Regions from separate parts of the Mus musculus genome. Here region 2 is linked to region 1. Evidence: chromatin contacts called from public Hi-C data. All regions are on one chromosome and are shown on one strand. Each heading gives the region's core, a stretch centred on a gene start, on an enhancer-like site or on the middle of the called end of the contact. The rest is flanking DNA. Distances are from core to core; before and after follow the strand shown.

Evidence for each region. A called contact is a pair of places that touch in the nucleus more often than the background predicts.
Region 2: a Hi-C map of uterus shows a contact between it and region 1, with 5 times the contacts expected there. The contact joins two enhancer-like sites. A contact is called at or near these places in 3 of 484 Hi-C or Micro-C datasets (cumulus cells and uterus).

What each region holds. Positions count from the first base shown.
Region 1 is chr16:86,641,219-86,646,536 of GRCm38.p6, forward strand. No RefSeq gene overlaps it. Among named protein-coding and RNA genes, the nearest start is that of Gm32461, 160 kb to the right of the region's middle. Within about 2 kb of position 3,798, at least 52 of the 459 cell types and tissues checked have an H3K27ac peak or open chromatin away from gene starts, as enhancers often do. A contact at or near this core is called in uterus, where this site is marked.
Region 2 is chr16:87,075,008-87,080,378 of GRCm38.p6, forward strand. No RefSeq gene overlaps it. Among named protein-coding and RNA genes, the nearest start is that of Gm38477, 28 kb to the left of the region's middle. Within about 2 kb of position 3,289, at least 5 of the 459 cell types and tissues checked have an H3K27ac peak or open chromatin away from gene starts, as enhancers often do. A contact at or near this core is called in uterus, where this site is marked.

The sequences.
Region 1 (5,318 bases), core at 2,548-5,047:
ATGCACCAGTACAGGGGAATGCCAGGGCCAAGAAGTGGGAGTGGGTGGGTAGGGGAGTAGGGGAGAAGGGTATGGGGGACTTTTGGGATAGCATTTGAAATGTAAAATAAGAAAATACCTAATTAAAAAGATGATGAATTCGTGAAAAACAAAAAAAGAAAACTCCCACAAGGAATGGCATGCCTTCATGACTGACACCTTCTTCTAGACCACTTGAAATTAAAACATACATACAAACATAAACACAGACACATACTACATACACACATGCATGTAGAATCACAACACACGCACACACACACACATGCACACTTGAAAAGAGAAAAACATCAAATAGCTTATTTATCATTGGTAATATCAAACAAGCACTACAGACATGATTTTGAATAAAGCAGTAGTCTGATAATAAACAATGAGATTGTATAGTTGGAACATTCACATTTGAAATCAAGCTGGGCTCTCTCTAACAATCAAAATCGGCCTTATATTCTTTATGTCCCAATCTCAGTCACATGAATCCTTTTTACAATCATCAAAAATTCAAGTATGTGCATTTGATAAAAAATAATTCTATGAAATGTATGACCAATGTGGTAATTATAAACAAGTTTATAAAATAATGTAGTAAATTTAATAAGTTATAAAAAACATTAGATATGTTTAGGACTTGTAAGGTGTCTTTCAAATGAGGGCTCAACACCCTCCTGAACTGAGGAAATATTAGTGTTCTACCAGACTCCATACTTCAAACAAGTCCTTGTGCCAACCTGTATGCTACACAGTAAGCTTCTTTCTACCTGCCAACCTGCAGTATGCCATGTCTTCATGAATTATTAAATAGTCTTGATGTGTTCAACTTGTTTTCTAGACTGTAATCTCAAGGTTACTTCTTATATTGGTGTTTTAAAATTATTAAATCATAAAAATTCAATATTCAGAAAAGTAGAACCAAACTTGATTATTCCAAAATCAATTACTTAAGTATAGTAGTGCTGTGTTTGGAAAAAAATACCTTTCCCTTTGTAACTTGACTTTAGAAAACCTTTTTTGATGTAAGCAAAGGTTGTATAAAGATGGGAAATTATGATTTCATTATCCAGAAAATTATGAGCAGTGCATGTGTGTGTGTGTATGTATGTGTGTGTTTCTTCACTTAGCGTGTTTAGTTGTCTATTTTTGTAGAGTGAAGCCTTATGAGCTTCCCTCTCCTTATGTTAGCATGCTTATTAGTGTTGCTAGCATATATATCAGTTCATGTTCAGACAGACATATTGGTCTTCATAGGTATAACTTCTGATATTTCTAGAAAGCACAGTGTCAAAGCCAACTTCTGATTCCTCTTCCCATACCCTAGCATGCTATTGTGATCAATTCCTCTTCCCAATACCCTAGCATATTATTGTGATCAATTAAGTAGCTCCTCAAGAATGATCAACTTTTCAAATACAACCTGAACAAGAAAAGCAAAGGAACTTTGATAAAAATATGTATCTAACTACATGACGTTTCTAAAGATGTAGCCCTTCCAGATCACTATTGCATGGAGAAAAAAATGCCAATTTTCTTAGAATGAACTCTATGAACTTATATCATCCATACAGCAAAACACCCCTTCAATCGATGAGCTTGGAATCCACCAGGGACCTTACTTCACATTGGTTAAACTTCGAGAGCTTCCTTCATTCAATGTGTTGTGATCATAACTATTTTCCCCCAAATGATTCCCCCTCCCTTTCCACCTTATTTGGCACCTCCTTGTTTACCATCAAGGCCAACTTGATACCCGAAAATTCTTGGATGTTCGGTCTTCCATTGGAGAGTGGTCAATTTGTCAGTGGGTTATACTTATAGAGAAAACTGGCCTAACCTTTCCCAGCAACTAAGAATTACCAATAGATCCTCTGTTGCCTTGAGCCTTTGGAAGAGGTAATGGATATATGTTCTCTTTACAGATGGACATTCTGAATTCTCTTTTCTTCTGTACTTTGACCATTGTGGGTCTCTGTCTTGATTTTCTTCTACTAGAATTAGGAGTTTCTCCATTGTTGATTCAATAATGCCTTAATCTACTATTATAATGATAGGTCATTAATAGTTGTTTTAATACTATATCCGCTACCATAATGTTAGTAGAGTCATGCCTTCTCTCCTTGTATTTTATTAAAATATATTATTTGTTTACAATTTTATTGTAAATTCCACAAATGTATGCAATACATTTTGATCACACAAAATTGTTTTGTTAATACAAAGTTGTTGTGCATAAAACCCAGTATGGCATAAAATCCATCTTCTTATAGTCTTTACTGTATAGTCTTTCTCTCTTACACAATGTTCATTGGGCCTCTGAGTGGGTATAGACATCCCAGTTATGAATAATCCTTTAACCATCATTTATTTTCAGCACTCTGGCCAGTTATGGGTCTTTGCTGCTAATCATTACCCACTGAAAATACATCACCTTATCCAAAGATGATGGCAGCACTAATCTCTGGGAATAAACATAATTATTTAGAATGATATTTGGAGGGGAAAATCATGTCCACTTAGCACAAAAACAACAGCAGTTTTGTTTTGTTTTGTTTTGTTTTTTCTACTATAGACTATAAGCTCTTTAGCTTAGATAGAAATTTCCCCAGCTGCCTTTATAGCATCCTTTGGTACTATGATGGGCTAGCCAAAGAGGAAGAAATTTCCAGCTCAGATCCAGCCTGTGTTCTCTATATCCTATGACAAATGCACGTGATGTCTAGAACAAGAGGGTGTTAGTATGTGTTTCCAGTGATCAGCCACAACAGTAGCCATTGCTGGTATTGTCCTGAGGTTCTCTGGGGCTTCCCCATGCAAAACTTATAAACTTATAGTTTCAATAGTAAACTATGGCTTCAAAACTTTGGACTCAAGAAAAAGCCACAAGAAAACCTGACCCTTGGTAAGCTAATTACAACGTAATATTAAAAAGCAATATACCCTATATGGTTAGATGAATCTGGTATGCAGCACAGCTTAACAAACACTTCCTAACACATAACAAGTGAGTCAAACTTCCTTTTTATCCTTTGAAGTTATGTTCAAAGATCCTCCTTGTCTAGAGTCTCATTTTCTTTCTTCCTGAAGAACTAGCAATCTTTTAGGACTAACCTTACATTTCATTTTGTTTATAAGTTCACATTCCATTGCTAAATTCTGTTTTCTAATCTACTTCCATAACTATGTCATACAGCAGTTTCATCATGATGGAAGCATAATTGAAGCAATTAATATGATTGGCTGAACACCTACAATATGTCAAGAACTCTTCCAAATGACCTATGTCCAGTGCTTCACTGAATTTTCACAATCACTCCATTTTAGTTGTTCACAGTTAACTCAGAGAACTTAAGTGTTATACCAGATTTACTCATTTAGCACATGGCCAACACAATTTTTCATCCAAATGCTTCCTGGGTCCAAATCTTTAAAAATAATTCTAGGACACCTTCATTCTAGTTGTTTGAATTCCGTTTCTTACCATATAATACTACATTTCTATATTTGGAAAACTTTCAGATTGTTTTAACTCCAGAATCTGCATTTTTCATGTTTTTGAAATAGCTTTTTGTAACCTTGAAGATGAGTCTTTTATATTTGCCAAAAGTGTTTGCAAACATCAAATATAACATGAGACAAAGCATTACTGTTCTGCACCTTTAATAGCAACCAGACATTTCCCCAGACTACCTTAAATGTTGAAGTTACAGAACTGGTCATGATTAATGTAATAAGCAGCCAAGATGGTTTACTTTATGATCTCTGCATGACATCTAGTGGTTGGAGTTGGAATATTTACGGAAATGATCTTGTGCCAGAAAGTCCATGTTAGTTGAGAGTCCTCAGTCTCAACATAAAAGGAAGAGTGACACACAGCTCTCTCACTTCTGAAGTCTGGAAAGAGGGAACTCTTGATCATTTATATTTCTCACTCCATGTGTCAGAGCACAGCAATCTGTCTTTGTGTTAAGCAATCGCTGCTCACTGGGGCTTGTGAAACTTTATTTGCCTGTAGTTAGTACTCACTTCTGATGGCTGTGACTCTGGTAATCATTATCACATGCAAAAATGAACAAATCCTTTTGGTTCTGTTTCTTCGACTCTGTGCCACAACAAACCCTCTGTGGCTACAAAGAAGCTTTATATAACCTGCATGCACACAATAACATCACTGGCTTTATTGTTTTAGATTTTTAAAAAAGTGTTATGTACATCTGTTTTGATCTTTCTAAAATGTTATAAACAAGCAATTTCTAGATTTTGAGTCATAAGCATGCCCTTTGTTTTTCATCCTCTGATATAAGATTTGGAAAGAGCTTCCAGTAACTTTGAGTCAGCTTACATGACTGACAATACAAAGTGGCACATGACATGCTTGTGTCCAAGTGATTGGCACACCAGAGCTGGGAGAAGCAGGCAAGGACCTGAAGTCCAACAGTCAAAGACAAGGTCCCAGAGAATGAGTGACTGGAAACAAGCTGTTGCCCTTGAACCTGTGTTCCTACAGAGGGATCTGAGGCTGCCCATCACACCATCTTCTAGTTCCTTCGTCCATAAAACAGAATGTCATTTACCTCAGTTTCATGTGATGAAAACCACCCTAGCATGTGTAAAATTAAGAGTCATTCTAATTAGAAATAGAGAAAGAAGTATTCAGATCAAAAACTGTCCCTGGGTATTCACAAATGGATGCAGGCCAACAGAGAAAATACGTGACAACCAGAGCAGAGAAAATACGTCACAACATGCCGCAGAGAATCTGAAAAGCACTCATAGGTGTTTTCTGTGAAGTCTGGAAATTATCATAAACACTACTTTTTAGAATTTTTCCATCAGAGTTTTTATCTAGAGTTTTGAAAACATTGTTTATGTAATATGTGTGACCTAGTGAATATATATATATATATATATATATATATATATATATATATATATATATATATATGTATATACACACTATCTGTTTGCAGGAGTCTTTGAGGGGAGAGGGGAACCTTGGATCCTCTAGAGTCAGAGTTGGCATAGGTGCTAGGTACCAAATCCAACTGGGTCCTCTGCAGGCGTTTAAGTGCTCATAAGTTCTGAGCCATCTCTCCAGTCCCCTAACTGAGCTTGGAAGTTCATGTGATTTATTATCCTTATTTTCTTTGTGATTGTATGTGGAGCACATGCCTTAACACACACGAAGAGGTCAGAGGACAGCTTGTTGAGTTGGGTCTCTCTTCTTCCCACCCTGTGAGCCCCTGGCATCAAAGTCAAGTTATCAGTCTTGGCAGCAAGAACCATCT
Region 2 (5,371 bases), core at 2,039-4,538, 430 kb after region 1:
ATTGGGTGCTGGAAATCAAAACTAGGGTATAATGAATTGCTAGACAACTGAGAGCTATCACCAGCTCATTGATATATTCTAGCAGTCTGAATGGAATAAAACATCAGTGGACCAGGTAAGCTTGACCTTAGTGTATAAACACAGTATCTTTTGTTTCTAAATCTAAAAAAATGGGTTATTTTGTTTAGGAGAATTTTTTTGTTGTGTGACATAATCTTATAACAAATACAAGTAGAGGGTTAGAGGAAAGCAGGAGTAAATGTTTAGGTCCTTTATACAACATATCAAGTGTGGCTATTGTCTCTCTGGAACCATCCTAGGTCATTGCTGTGAGTTGCAACCGGTAAGAAACTTCTAATAAGAGAAAATTCAAAAACCCAGACCTTCCAGAAGAGGAAGAAGAGGAAGAAGAAGAAGAAGAAGAAGAAGAAGAAGAAGAAGAAGAAGAAGAAGAAGAAGAAGAAGAAGAAGAAGAAGAAGAAGAAGAGCAAAACAGAACAACTTCTATGCAAATGTGAAATGTTAGAGTTCTTACAGCAACATTCTGTGATCAGTTGCTCCAGGAATGTTCTGTTCATAATAATAATAATAATAATAATAATAATAATGGTGATGATAATATACAAGAATATGTGTTTTTTAAGATGGAATAATGCAAAAACATTTTAACCTTCCTGAAACTGTCAATAGGATTTACAGCTATGCGTATTAGGCATCCCCAATATATTGGTGAATTTCTTGAGTACTGTTGTTCCTTTTGGCAAGAGCAATTCCCATAAATACAGTCAACTGCATACTGTCAGCAAGTAACACTCCCAGTATCATAAGAACTGAATGCCTCCTGTGTGAAGTGGTTTTCTGTACACCATGAACTGTTATAAGAAAAAGCTTAAAAGAGGAGTACATATGTTTCTAATATGGTAGAGAATACCAAGGATTGGGAGAGGGCATCAATCTTGCTCACTCAAGTCAATGGTCAAAGAGATCTAGAGGAACTACCAAAAGAAACGTGAACAGGCTAAATTTTATTACCTGCTTCAAGAAATAAACAACAGCAAAAAAATGATCTAAGTCTAAGATCAGTCCAAGTGGCTGAAGATGAGGTTGGCACAGAATTCCTGTGCATGTGATAGAGTGTGCTAATGAGTGTTAATGAGAGAGTGAGAATTGTCCTTGCATCACACCTATGCTTCGGGCTTAACACATTTAGATGTCATCTGAAATCCAGATCTTTTGGCTGGGATACTGCAGTCTCAGCTAGAAACTACTAAAAATAGATAATTACAATGATCATTTTGATAAGCATTATTTTAGAAATGAAAACTAGATTTTCATTTCCTTCTGTAAAATTGCTTGAGGTTGAAAGGTATGGAATTACTAACCATTTTTTTTTGCCTGCTCTTGTGTGCTTTCCTGTCTCTTTAAATTCAGCGATTATATTAATGTCCATAGGGAGATACATGAAGTATGAGAGAAGCAATAAAAAATGTGTCAATTTTTACTTTCTGCTATTTCACCACAGAAGGCTCTATTCTAAGGCCATGTGCTACCAAACTTGTGTTTCCTTTACATATGTTTATCATGTATAGCATATGAAATACATATTAATTACATACAGCAGCTCTCCTTTATCCGACTTTACCTTTAGCAGCTTAAGTCAATCACAAATAAACCACCCGCTGAAAACGCTAAGTGGAAATTTTCACCAATAACTAATTCATGACATTGGGTTTTATGCTTTCGGAGAAGTGTGACAGCATCCTGTGCTGTTCCATGCATACATGTCTTGGCCATGAATACTCTACTGGTGAAGGTATACATGCTTCATATGCTACCTATCAGATGCCCGTCACAATACTCCAGTTCTCCAGCCAAGATGCTTTTATGTTATTTAGTAATATCTCAGAAAGTTGGGCAGTGACACCAGCAATTATATATCAATCATTTTGTTTTATTGTTAGTTAGTAACATTAATTTTATGCATGTCAATTTATAAACGAAACTTTCTCATAGGTATAACCTTGAAGATAAAGACATAGTTTATGTTTCAAGTGTCCTTTGGAATTCTGGCAAAATAAGTGGTAAAGTGATAACATCTTCATATAGTCCATATTTTATAATTTTATAGTTTATATAGTATATTCCTTATCACCAAGCAAATTTCATGCTGTTATGTTTATTAGAAATTATTTGTAATTCTATATTATTATTTAATTTTACTCAGTCACTCTGCTTACATCAATGACATTCCTTACAGGTCTCAATATCTCAAATTGGTTACATATATATATATATAATGACTTAGATGAATGAGTTTGTTTCTATTGGAAAATAAAATTTTAGGCTGGATGAAGTGAAATTTTGCTTTCTCTAATATGAACAAAAACTCACTACATAAAATAAATCCAGTTTCCCCCTTAAAAGGTTTCAAGATAAATCTTTGGCAGTGATGTTTTAATGATGCGTAGCCACCAAATTATACAGGACACTGCTGCATGGGCCAGAGTACTTGGAACATTTAACTAAATCAGGGTCAGTGTGACCCCTTAAGTCCTCGGTTCCATGGAAAGGGGCTAGGAAGGTTTTGAGAAAGCCAGGCAAGGGACTATAAACCAAAAGAGAAGTGGATTATTTCAAAACTGAAATTAGACCAATTAGACTGCAGAAGATGATCACATGTGGCTTAGAAAACATGTAAAAGGAGACCTTGTCAGCTTAGTTTATGGTGGTTTCATTAAGTAATTAAAATGACTTACAAGAGATGCTTGACAATGACATTTCCAACGTAATTCTTCCATATCACCCATTATTATTTTTTTTTTACTTTTCCCTGAAGTGAAAAGTAGGTCAAAAGCATCCAAAATACCATTGGTGATTGATTACTCAAGAAACCTAGGGCACTTTGTCATGGGAACAAAACTTACTTCTGCATCACTGTGAAAATAGGGGAAAATGAAGAATATTGAGTAGGAAAAAGCCAGGGGTAATGAAAACAGACAGAATCCTTCCCTGGACACCGTGTTTGGCTCATCTTGAATCAGGTTGGCTATGGGGAAGGCACACGGTAAACAAGAGGAGAGCATAAAGGTTTCAGACCTTCAATAGCTTGTTTCAATTTGGATCTAAGTAAGCGTCCTCCTGGATCTCATGTTTGGAACATTTGGTCTCCAGTTGTTGGCACTCTTTCCGGAGTCTATGTAATCTTCCAGGCCATGTACTGGTTCCTCCTCTGCTTCACCTTCCCATCTATGATGGATTGCAGCTTTCTGAAGTCATACGGCAAAATTCCCCTTTCCTCCTTTAAGTCTGTCGGGTATTTTGGTCACAGTGATGTATACAGAACTAGTACATTACTAAAAAGGGAATCTTTTTTTGCTCTATTGCATGTATGAATGTGGTAACTGGTGCCAGATTTGTAATAAGCATGACAAAAATTAAAATCAGTGAGCTATTACTGAAAATAGCATTATATAAATGTGAAATAAACAAACTTTCATTGTGCTATATAAACACACACAAAAAATGGTACATTTGAATGTGGTGGCTGAAAGCAGAGAAGGTAATCAGGATGTTGCTTTTCGTTTCTCGGATGATACTGCCCACTAAGTTTATATTTAATAACACATCTCCCGGGGCAGAAACTTACAATGTTGTTGCCTATTGCAAACTTCCTTTTGCTTCATCTGTCCTAAAGAAGAGATCCCCTTTCTTCTCCATAAAGATGATTAAATTCTGACAGGATAAAGCAAGGAGAATCCAACACCAAATCCCATGGGCATGTACTTTTTCAACCTCTAAGAGAAAAAGAAATGTTCAAGAATGTGTTCTGGCACTGTTTTGGATCAGAGGATCGAAATGGGGCCAGTGTATAATAAACATTCACTGAAAATCTACACTATGTCAAGGTACCTTAAGATACAAATGATGAAGCACATTTAATACATGAACAAAATGCAGATCCCATCTACAAATGGGCCTGCAGCTTTCTGTTTGCACAGGAGTGTGCGATAGACCCCAGATATTTTAATTCGTTCATCCTTTGCTCTTCAGCAGTTTCATAAATACAATGAATTTTAATCCTCCTCAGCCCCTGTTACACAGTCACATCTACACTCCTCCCCCTCTGAAACCTTCTTTCCAACAAGATCCTTCTTCCCTACTTGCTTGTCTTGTGAGTGTGTGACTCCCTTGAAGCTAAAAAGTTGTCTCTATGAGCACGGCACGTTATTTACTGGAAGATGGGCCACTTACCAGTGGCTAGAACACTGAGGTGACACCTGTTCATCCAAGTACCATTATCTGTCAATAGCCGCTCAGAAATATAACCAAAAATAATGTTTAACTCAATTACTTGGCACCTAATGGCCAGTAAAGATGAACTATAAAATTAAACATCAGGAATTTTTGTTGTTGATTTAACTGAAATATAGTTTATACCAAAGAAATAAGTAGTTTTTAAGTATATGGTTCAAATATTTTTGGCAAATGTATTCACCCACATAACTACCATCCAGTAAGCACACATAATACGTTTGTCATCCCAGAGGCAATATGTTGTCATCCCAGAGGCAATATGTTGCCACTTCTAGCTTTTCTCCCTCCACCTCACCTCAGAAACAACTACTACTTTGATTTTTCTCATGCTATACAAAGAGATCCATATTCATATTAGTGTGAGATACTCTTCACTCTGAATAGCTTCTGAATTACCTCCATGTCATTCCTACAACAATAGGAAACTCTCAGGAATCTATGAGAGTGACCAAAGTTAAGACTCCTAGCACTGGGAGATAAGAAGCCTGAACCAGCAGCCATCTCCTATAACCAGGTGAGAGACTTCCAATGAAGGGATTGCAATACCAAGCCAGCCACAAAACCTGTGACCCACAATTTGCGGGGCCTACAAGATATGCAGGGGTAAAAGTTGAAGCAGAAGTTGAGGGAAGGACCAACTAATGACAGGCATAGCTTGAGACCCATGCTATGAGAATGAGCCCACCCCAAGACTATTAATGATATTCTGCTATACTTACAGATAGGGCCTAGAATAACTGTCATCCAAGAGGCTTCACCCAGCACCTGATGAAAACAAATGCAGAGGCCTAAAGCCAAACGTTAAGCAGAGCTTGGGGAATCCTATGGAAGAAGGGGAGGAAGAATTGAAAGAGCCAGAAGGATTGAGGACAACACACACACACACACACACACACACACACACACACACACACACACACACAAACCTACAAAATCAACTAAACTGAGCCTATGGGGGAGTTCCTAGAGATTGATCTGCCAACCAGCGATCATGCATGGCACAGACCTAGGTCCTCTGCACAGATGGAACAGTTGTGCACCTTCTTCATGTGGGATT